2 separate regions of the Mus musculus genome follow, and region 1 is linked to region 2. Evidence: chromatin contacts called from public promoter capture Hi-C data. All regions are on one chromosome and are shown on one strand. Each heading gives the region's core, a stretch centred on a gene start, on an enhancer-like site or on the middle of the called end of the contact. The rest is flanking DNA. Distances are from core to core; before and after follow the strand shown. Region 1 holds the start of Pitpnc1 (phosphatidylinositol transfer protein, cytoplasmic 1). Region 2 holds the start of Ccdc47 (coiled-coil domain containing 47).

Region 1 (5,257 bases), core at 320-2,819, 1.3 Mb after region 2:
CGGGGAGCCCCCCACCCTGCAGCCCCGATACTCAGAGCCAGGAGGGCCCGGCCTGACGGCCTGGAGCGCCCTCCGGTGGCCGCGCCGCAGGCCCCACCACTGGGGCTCTTCCTAAGACCACGCTCCCCGCCGCGGAAGGAACGAGACACGCAGAAAGTTTCCGAGCCAGGCGGTCAGCAAAGGACAATCCAGATCGCGGAGGGAGCCTGGATGCTCGGCTGGGCAGGAGCCAGCGCCTAGACCGGAGGCGACAAGAAGTCGGGTTCTAAACGGACCCTCTCCAGGCCTCCCACATGCCCCCAAGGCGGGACTCTGGTCTGCAGATCCCACCCGCGCGGAATTTGTCCCTGCAAGCCCACCTTGTAAAGAGGACATGGGGACAGTGGCTACCACCACGGCCGGTTACCCCGATACTCCGGCTGCAGAGCATGCTTGGGCTCTTATACTCTGTGCATTTGCTTAATTGGAGGGAGGGGGCGCAACAGCTCCCTGTGACGCATTGTGGTCCCCAGGAATCTGATTCTAGATGTCCCCGAAGAGCTCACCTGGACTCCCCCGCCCCACCCCCACGCCGCCTTTCCTCTGCTGGGGTGACGAGTGGGAACAGCGAATCCCCTGCCTCCTCCCCCTCCAGCCTCCAGGTTTGGGCGCCAGGGTTTCCCCGCCGCACGCAGTGGACCCGCCGGCCGAGTGGTGGCGGCTGGGGACCCGGAGCGGGCGAGGCCGGGCGCGGTGCCTACCTCGTCCACGGTGAGCGGCATGCAGATTCGGTACTCCTTGAGCAGCATGTTCCTGCCGGCCGCAGACCTCGGGAAAGAAGGGGGCGTCCCAACAGATGAGCAAGGCTGGAGCCCAGAGGAGGGCAAAGACGCTGGGAACCGGCAAGCGAAGCAGCCCCGGTGGTGCGCTCAGCTCCTAACTGCCTCCGGTCCGCCCCGGAGCATGTCAAGCTTCGGGTCCCGGTGTCTGTGACTCCCCCGCCTCCTTCCTCGCAGAGATCAGCCCTCTCGGTATTGCAAAGTCAGGCACTGAGGGAGGGAGACCCGCGGGAGACAGCTCGGATCAGCAGCCCCGGGCTGGTAGGCGCGGCCACCAGATCAGGACATGCCCGGCGGCGGGCAAGAGAGGCAAAAGGAGGAGGAAAAGGGATTTCCACAAATTCAAACAAACGCACAAAAGTCTCCTCTGGATCCTCCTCCGAAAGCAGAGCTGAACCTGGCGAGCCCCCTTTTTCTCCTACCCGTCTACCGTGGGTTAATGTCACCAGGAACACATTGCCGCGGGAGCAGGCGATGCTGACTTTCCAAACAAAGGCTCGATGGGCTCCTCTCCCCGGGCGGTAAACAAGATTTCCTGCTCTTTTTTAGGGCCAGTCCCCGAGTCTCTCCGGAGCTCAGCTGAGAGAGAAAAGGGAAGCCGCAGCCGCCAAGGCTCTGCCCTGCTCTGGGCCCCGGGTGTCTTCAACCTAGGCGGTTGGCTGCCAGCGGCTTGCGCGCGTCCCCTCCCCCGAGTCCCTCGGCTCTGAGAGCGCCGTGCGTGCCCGTGAGTTTGCAGCCACCTCGCCGCGACTGGAGAGTCCGCGCCGAGCTGCAGTGTGCCTGGGGCAGGGAGGTGGGTGCGGGAGGAGCGAGAGCGACGAGGCTGACATCAGCAGCGGCCGCGGCGGGGAGGGTAGCCCCATCCGGCCAATGGGGAAATGGCAAAGAATGTGGAGGATTTAAACAAAACAGCATGTCTCTCCCGTCTGCTGCCAGACGCCAGGGCTGTCCCAGAACCTAGAACAGCTAACGCAAAGAGAACAGAGAATCGCAAAGAAGCTATCCTGGACTCTTACAACGTTGGATCTGTTTTCAAATGTAACCTGGGTGCCATAGGGCTCTCTACTTAGTCGCTTTGGAAACCGTTTCCAAAGTGCACTAGTGCCCCTTGACTTTGGGGCTGGGGGCGTGTTTACAAATGCTCACAGCGAACATTTTTTTCTCTCTGATGGAGTAAGCAAGGCCGGAGCAAGAGAAATGATGGTTTTAGAATGGGTTTTTCTAACATGCTCTCAAGGCGGAGTTCTGCAGCAGTGTTGGTGAAAACAGAGTAAAAATGCGTGCGCGCTCGCAACCACACACACACACACACACACACACAGAGAGAGAGAGAGAGAGAGAGAGAGAGAGAGAGAAGCATTGCCTGCTACCTCTTTCTCCCTGGCTCTCTGCAATCCCAACTGCAGGCTTCCCAGAGCAGAAAGAATAGGTTTTCGTGTCAGCACTCCTAAGTTCAAAAAGTCACAGTGAAATGTCAATAAAAATGCCCGGGGTGTTGGTATTTCATCCATATTAAACAGATCTCTCATTTTAACCACAAGAAGCACATTCTTTAGTTACTCAGGAAGCAGCATGTAACTGCTGAAGTCTGGTTTTCATTTGTCTGGCATTCGGTTTTGGTTTGTTTTTTTTTTTTTTTTTTTTTTTTTTTAGCTTGTTTTCCTAAAAATGGAGGAAAAAAGTGCATCCACTGCCTATAGGAGGATAATGTGTAAACATCACTGGCTCTCAAACATAGATGCATATGTTCACACAAACGTGTGTGTGTGTGTGTGTGTGTGTGTGCATTTGTGAGTTCTGGAGACCCACATTCACCCATAGAGCTTGCATTGGGCAATGCAGACTCTGCAGGCCTCAATGGTATAGTATGTTAAAATGATGCTCAATAAGTCACTAATCAACATAATGAGGGTGGGCTCTGGCTAATGTTGTCCAGATGACCCAAGTTTAGAGCTCAGGGAACATGATCCAGCCTGCTAGGAAAATGACACCCTAAACATAGCTTATATTCTGGTAAAGAAAGAAAGAAAGAAAGAAAGAAAGAAAGAAAGAAAGAAAGAAAGAGAGACAAAGAAAGAAAACTATTTTCTAGATAAATGCTTCCCAAAGTTGGCTCTGAAATATTTACAGCAGCTAATTAAAGGTAAACCAAACACCCTGAGAAATTTTGTTTTGTTTTGTTTTTGAGACAGGGTTTCTCTGTCTAGCCCTGGTTGTCCTAGAACTCACTTTGAAGTCCAAACTGACCTTGAACTCAGAGACCTACCTACCTGCCTCTGCCTCCCAAGTGCTGGAATTAAAGGTGTAGGCTACCACCGTCCTTCAAGGTAGATCATTAAATTTGACCTGATAGTGTTGAATTGGAAGCTTGTGAGACAAAAAGAACCCAAGATGATTTTTTTTTCTTTTTTCCTTTTAGCAGAATGGCACTTAATCATCTTCACAGTGGCTTCCTACTGTGTATTTCCAATTATCTCTAGACTGCTAATACTATCTAATGTAATGTGCATGGCATGTGAATAGTTGTTATATCGCATTGTTCAGAGAGTAAGGACATCTGCCATGTGTTCCGTACATTAGTGGTTTCTGAGTATGTTTTGATCCGTGGGACAGTGGATGCACTGACAGGGAACCCACAGACACTGCTGGCTGGCTGTACTTTTCTTTTTCTTTTCTTTTCTTTTCTTTTTTTTTGTTTTTTTCTTCTTTTTTTCTTTTTTTTTGTTTTGTTTTTGATTATTTTTTTCTTTTTTTTTTTTTTCTTTTTTTTCTTTTTTTTTTTTTTGGCTGTACTTTTCTTCCACCTCACATTACAAGGTGACTTTCCCCAGTATATTGTCTTTTTCTTTCTACTTGGCTTCCTTATTTCCCCGGTCTCACTAATAGTGTGCAAGCACAGCTTTAACCATAGCAACTTGAAAGCCTTTTGGTGACAACAGGAGGCTCCAGGCTCTAAGACCTTCTCTCCCACTTTAGTCCACGAGTATTTCTTAACACCAATGGCCTCAGAAGACCTTCACTTCTCAGCTTTGATCCTTCTGCTCATCCCATTATTGCCTTCTTGGAGAATCCTTCATGCTATCCACGGCCTCATGACATTATTTTAAAGCCAAGTATTGACTATCTATCCATCTGTTATGGAAAGTAACACCGATAACAATATGCTGAATTGGTTAGGATATAATACTAGAGGTGCCTGTGTTAACATTAATACTACAGGGAACATATGGGAACATGTAGACCAGATGGAATGAGGAAGAGAGGAGGCATAAAAACGATCTGGGCGGGAATTAGGGGCGGCTAGTATTCATTACTATGGTTCGTGGTCTGGGGTTAGGGAGAGTTCATTCATAACTCATTTGTCTTGGGGAAGAGGGTGCCATCTACTGGTCAAAGTGATTGCTTGCAAGTGTTTCAAGTCCTGCCTTCAGGAGCCACAAGTGAATGACAAGAATTTTACCTCCCTCCCTTCCTTCCTTCCTCCCTCCTTCTTTCCTTCCTTTCTTTTGTTTTTCTATTGTTTATTTGTTTTTGTGGCTTTTTTTTTGGACACCAAGAGTTTCTGGAGATGGCTCAGAGGTTAAGAGCACTGTCTGCTCTTCCAGAGGTCCTGAGTTCAATTCTCATCAACCACATCTCCGCTTTGTAATGAGATCTGGTGCCCTCTTCTGGCCTGCAGACATATATGCTGTATACAAATAATCTTTAAAAATCAAGAGCCGGGAGTGGTGGCTCATGCCTTTAATCCCAGCACTCCGGAGGCAGAGGCAGGTGGATTTCTGAGTTCGAGGCCAGCCTGGTCTACAAAGTGAGCTCCAGGACAGCCAGGGCTATACAGAGAAACCCTGTCTCAAAAAAAGCAAAAAAACAAACAAACAAAAAAATCAAGAGAGAGGCCTGTCAGTGGTGGCACACTCCTTTAATCCTGGCCCTTGGGAGGCAGAGGCAGGTGGATTTCTGAGTTCGAGGCCAGCCTGGTCTACAGAGTGAGTTCCAGGACAGCCAGAGCTATACAGAGAAACCCTGTCTCGAAAAACCAAAAAAAAAAAAAAAAAAAAAAAATCAAGAAAGAGTTTCAAGTGTTTCGGTGTAGCTCTGGCTGTGCACATGCCACTAGCCATACCCTTGTTTCTTTTAAGCCTATGAAAGTCGATGCTATCACGATAATGGTTGGTTGATAAGAAATTCCATCAAAGATGGAAAATCTGCAGTTATCCGTCATCGAATGTAAAAATGAGGGTGGAGCACAGGGAAAGCAAAGGTGTCACAGGACAGATGGCACGCAGTTACGTGAGTCACTGAAGGGTAAGAATAGGATTCTTGGTCTCCCTGATTAAATGCATCCATCCTCCACCATCCAGCATTTGGCTGTGTTGAAGAGGGAGCGACAAGAATCAGTGTAAGATTCATCGATCCTATGCAAATGTCTAGTTACTCCG
Region 2 (4,626 bases), core at 522-3,021:
GTCCTATATCTTTAATTATCTAAAAAACAAAACAAAAACAATAAACATCTGTTTTTAAGCATTGAAATTCAGCCTAAAGGATAGATGCGTGTAAGAGTTTTATTACTGATAGGGTATGTGTATTACGACTGATGATTAAACTAGAAGTTGTCTTCTGACCTCTCCATGCACAGCGATATAATACCTCCCCCTTTATATATGCCTGACCCAAATAAATAAATTAATGTAATTTTTAAAATGTTACAAAGGGAGGCTGGGGATGTAACTCAAGCTGTTGAGACTGTCTAAATTGATAGCAGGACCATATAAGATTGGGTGTGGCGGTTTACTCCTGTAATCCCAGCACTTGGGAGACTGAGGCCGAGAGTCCAAGGCCATCTTCTTCTACATAGTGAGTCCAGGCTTCAGGAGACCCCTGTCTCAAAAGCTCCAAGGGGCCGGTAGGGTGGGTGAGGTATCCCAGTACTCAGGAGTCAAATGCAGGCACATGTCCAAATTCAAGGCTAGCCAGGACTACATAGCGAGACCCTATACTTAAGGGGGTGGGGGTGGTGGCAGGTATAGTAGTTCCAGTGGCCTGCCCTGCCTTGTCCTACATAGTGATATTAGGCCAGCCTGCAAGAGTAAGAGGCACTGCCTCAAAGAACAAAGAGCGTCTGCTTTAGTGGCTCCCTGTCCAAGCAGAAGTAACTACATATCCCTGTCAATTTGACAGTCTGGCCATTTCAGTCTATACCAGGAGTGTTCACAACACAGAAGTGTTTCTAATGGAATTCATACAGGCTCCCTCAAGGTTATTTATGTTAAAATTATCCAAGCCATTTGTGCACTGGCTTTCTGATAAGACTCAGCTGGACCTGTCAACCCATTTCTCAGATGCACAGCTCTCTGCCAGGCCATCCAGCCTCTAGGACTTCTGAAGCAGAAAACACTAGACTCCAAGCCAGGCACAACATTAACACACCCATCTTGATTATCTTCCGCAAGCTCTCTCAGTAAAAAGGAGTATATGTAGCAATCATTGCTTGTCCTCCCAGGCCTCTGTGGCATCAGTCAAAATGATGAAATTTCTAGAAATGATGTAGACATTACTGTCACCTTACAAAGTAAAGTGTTGGTTACAAATAACTTGCATGTTAGAAACCTTCGGGTAAGGTCGACTCTAGAAGCGGTTGCTTCCGTGAAACTTCTAGTGTCTAGTCCTAGGTCCACCACGGAGAAGCCTAGTTCGATGCTCTTTTATTCTTCTGGCTACACACCAGATATTTTCTCAGATTTTGTCCTGTTGGTTGGGATCTACTCGAAACCTTCCCCCAAATCTTCCTAAAGCCCAACATAAAATGGAGCAGAAAAGGATGGACAGAGGTTTAGTCTTTTTTTTTTTCTTTTAATTCTGGAAAGATAAGTTGAGGGTATTGATGCATGTCACCACCGGCCGGACTTAAAGGGTTGGTTAGGAGGGAAACAGTACCTGGCTCTGCGGCCATGCAACTTAGTCACCGCTCGGCCTGGCACGGTCACACCGACTGGAATGTCATGGCCCCGCTACCTACCTGCACCCGAGGCTGCAACCGGGCCCGGGGCTCCTGAGGCCACTACCTCCAACCAGCCTGCCTTTGTCTGGTTTCTGTCTTCAGGTCGCAAAGATAATCTGCGGGCCGCGATGTCACTGAACAGCCCAGAACAGGTAGCTCAGTCACGGCACCCTACTCTTCACGTAGCTTCAGCCGTCCGTTACGTAGAATGCGTACAGCTAGTTTGCGCCTGCGCGCGGGGTGGGGGCGGGGCGCGGCCTTCAGGACATCCGCGCAAGGCGAGCTAGGGCTGCTGGGAAAATTACGTAACCCCCAGCGTCCCCTGGGCTACAAGTGCTCTAACTAGCGGAGGCTGCGTTTCTCCCGTAGGGTTCCGTCCGTCGGGTAGACGTCACTTTGATCGGATGCTCCGGAAGCTAAAGGTGGCCATAGTCTATGGGGCCATGTGGACAGAGGCATGAAGGGAAATGTTGCCCGAGTCGTGGGTTTTTTGTGTTGCTTTGGTTTTTGGCAAGGGACAAGAGCTAAGGGAAGGTGGACATTCTTATGTAAATGAAGTTTCCAATCAACACCTTATTACCTTGAGTTTTTCGGGCGGTTCCCCATCGCCGCGGCTCTCTTCATTGCAGACTCCCTCACTACACGACCCAGACACAATCCTCACCCAGGACCAGATTCCCGTCCGGGGTGTGTGACGTAGTTATGTTGCGTTCCGGAATCGGAAGAGCGGCATTAATTGGCGCCTTTCGGCAGCCGTAGCCCCAGCCCCACCCTTCGGCTCGCGCTCTACTTAGCGCGCATGTCAGACGCTCCCCCCACCCTACCCCCAGTCAGCAACGGGCCGTGAGGCGGCGGCGAAGGGGGCGGAGGAAGAGCGCGGCTGGACGCGGTCCCGCACCGCGCGTACGCAGGGCCGCGGGGGTTCTTTCGCGCCGACTGGAGTAGCAACTGCGTCTGCAGCCGCGGCAGCGGGTTTGGGTGAAGGGCTCGCCAGACGCAGTGCCGCTAGCCCGGGGGACACGAGAGGTAACTGGGGCCTGGCGAGGGCGGAGGAACCTCGGCCTCGTTTAACAAAGAATCGGCAGAGCCTGGGGACCCGGGTGGCTGCGGGGGTCCGGGCAGGGATGGGTACGCGATCTGGAGCCCCGAGGTGGCCCTCTGGAGCTACGTTGCCTTCCCACGGCTCTGCTCCTTGCACGTCTTAACGAGGCCCACTTGGCGGCTTTCCGGAGGCGGTGCTTGATGGGCTCCAGGAAGGGATTTTTCAGGGTGCTGGGCTCCGAAGCTGTGAGAGCCAGTGGAGGAGTATTGATCCTTGTAGGTAGCTGTTGGGGATTGCGGACCCACAAATGGAGGCGGGGAGGGTCTCGGTAGCGGAGGTTGACAGATTAGAAGGCTGTGATAGTCATTGATCTTTGTGAAACCTTGAGTAGATCATGATTAACATCATCACCATAGTTACAAACTTTTTGCGGCCTACTTGAGCCTACCTGATTTGAATAATATATATGGGTTGAAAACCTGTATCAGAATCGTAAGGAAAAAATTATACTAGTCAAGTTTGGAAGCATATATAAACTTTTCTGTCATCTTAGCTTTTTCCCTTTTCACCCCTACCCCTTTAGGCTGTGGTTTTGTGGCTTTCCTACTGTGTTGTTGTTGTTGTTACTATTTGCAAGTGTTATTTCTGTATTGTCTCCTACACATACCTGAACAGCTATTAAGCTGAACAATTATTAAGTAGAGTAGATATTATGTCTTTTTCTTTTTCTTTTTTTTCTTCCTTCGAGACAGGGTTTCTCTGTAGCCCTGGCTGTCCTGGAATTCACTCTATAGACCAGGCTGGCCTCGAACTCAGAGATCCACCTGCCTCTGCCTCCCAAGTGCTGGGATTAAAGGCGTGCATCACCACCCGTCGTGGGTGGTAGGTTATGTCTTAATTCGTTTAAACTTTGTAGAGTCCAATCCTGTTCTGACAGGTGGGAAGTGAACAGTAAGTCTGATATAAAAATTTATTCTTCCAGGGCGAAAATGTTATTTTACTTTACCTAGAAGGAGAATTGCAGTGATTCATTTAAAAATAAAATTGTTATTGCCTTGCCTCTGTGCCTGTTCTCTCTTGAATTGCTTAAGTGTTAAATCTATGACCACTGCACTCATGAGACTCTTTATATACATTTTTTGGACGTATTATTTTGTTTGTCTTTGTTTTTGTTTTTTCAAGACAGGGCTTTTCTGTATAGCTCTTGTTGTTCTGGAACTCACTCTGTAGACCAGGCTGGCCTGGAACTCAGAAATCTGCCTGCCTCTGCCTCCCAAGTGCTGGGATTAAAGGCATGCGCCACCACTGCCCGGCACGTTATTTCTTTATGTATGTTTATCATGCCCTCCTGTAGAGGTTAGAGGCCAACCTCTGGGAGTTGGTTTTCTCCTTCCACTATGTAGGTCCTCAGGATGGAATTCTGGTCAGGCGATTAATCTGTAGAACCATTTTACCAGTCCATTTATGAAACTTTCTAAAGAAGAAGGAGAGATGTGTGTTATGCTTTATGTTAAAGAGTAGTCTGTACCAGCAAAGGAGGCTTGGGAGAAGCTGCAATAGAGTAGTCAGGGAAAGCCCTTTCTGGTATCTAACAGATATTTAGGCAAGCTAGAAAATGGTGAGAGCATCTAACCACGGAGGTATCTGGAGAAAGGAATGTTCTGAGCAGGTGGACAGCAATCATGAAGGCCTTGAAGGGGACAAAGCTGGGCCTGTTAGAGGAGCAGTGTGTTTGTAGCACTTAGCAAATGAAGGAATGAGAAGATGAGGATGAAGATGAGATGAAGGATGAGACCGTAAAGGAAGAAAGGAAAACAAAGCAACTAGGGCCTTGTAGACGGTTTTGAAGATTTTGTCCTCATTCTGCATGAAATGGGGCTGTCTGAGCAGAGGAGTGCTAAATCTGACTTACATTGTAATTCAGTTCCATTCACTGTAATGTAGATTGTGATAATATAATGTAGTCTGTTTCAAAGTTCCAAGTTGTCCTTGGCTTTGTTAAAACTGATAGGAAAGGGGTGCTTTTCAGACAACTCTCACCACTCCCCT

The links. Promoter capture Hi-C pulls out the DNA fragments that hold promoters and counts their contacts.
Region 1: a promoter capture Hi-C map of erythroid cells shows a contact between it and region 2, with 2.4 times the contacts expected there. The contact joins the promoter of Pitpnc1 here to the promoter of Ccdc47 in region 2. A contact is called at or near these places in 1 of 39 promoter capture datasets (erythroid cells) and 2 of 9 other capture datasets (adipose tissue and pancreatic islet).

The regions. Positions count from the first base shown.
Region 1 is chr11:107,469,151-107,474,407 of GRCm38.p6, forward strand. Pitpnc1 (phosphatidylinositol transfer protein, cytoplasmic 1) reads right to left here and starts at 1,570. Exons shown (of 9, transcript NM_001359616.1): 1 at 741-1,570. The coding sequence starts at 788.
Region 2 is chr11:106,214,596-106,219,221 of GRCm38.p6, forward strand. It overlaps Ccdc47 (coiled-coil domain containing 47), which reads right to left and starts at 1,772. Exons shown (of 13, transcript NM_026009.2): 1 at 1,554-1,772. Ddx42 (DEAD box helicase 42) reads left to right here and starts at 2,331. Exons shown (of 18, transcript NM_028074.4): 1 at 2,331-2,561.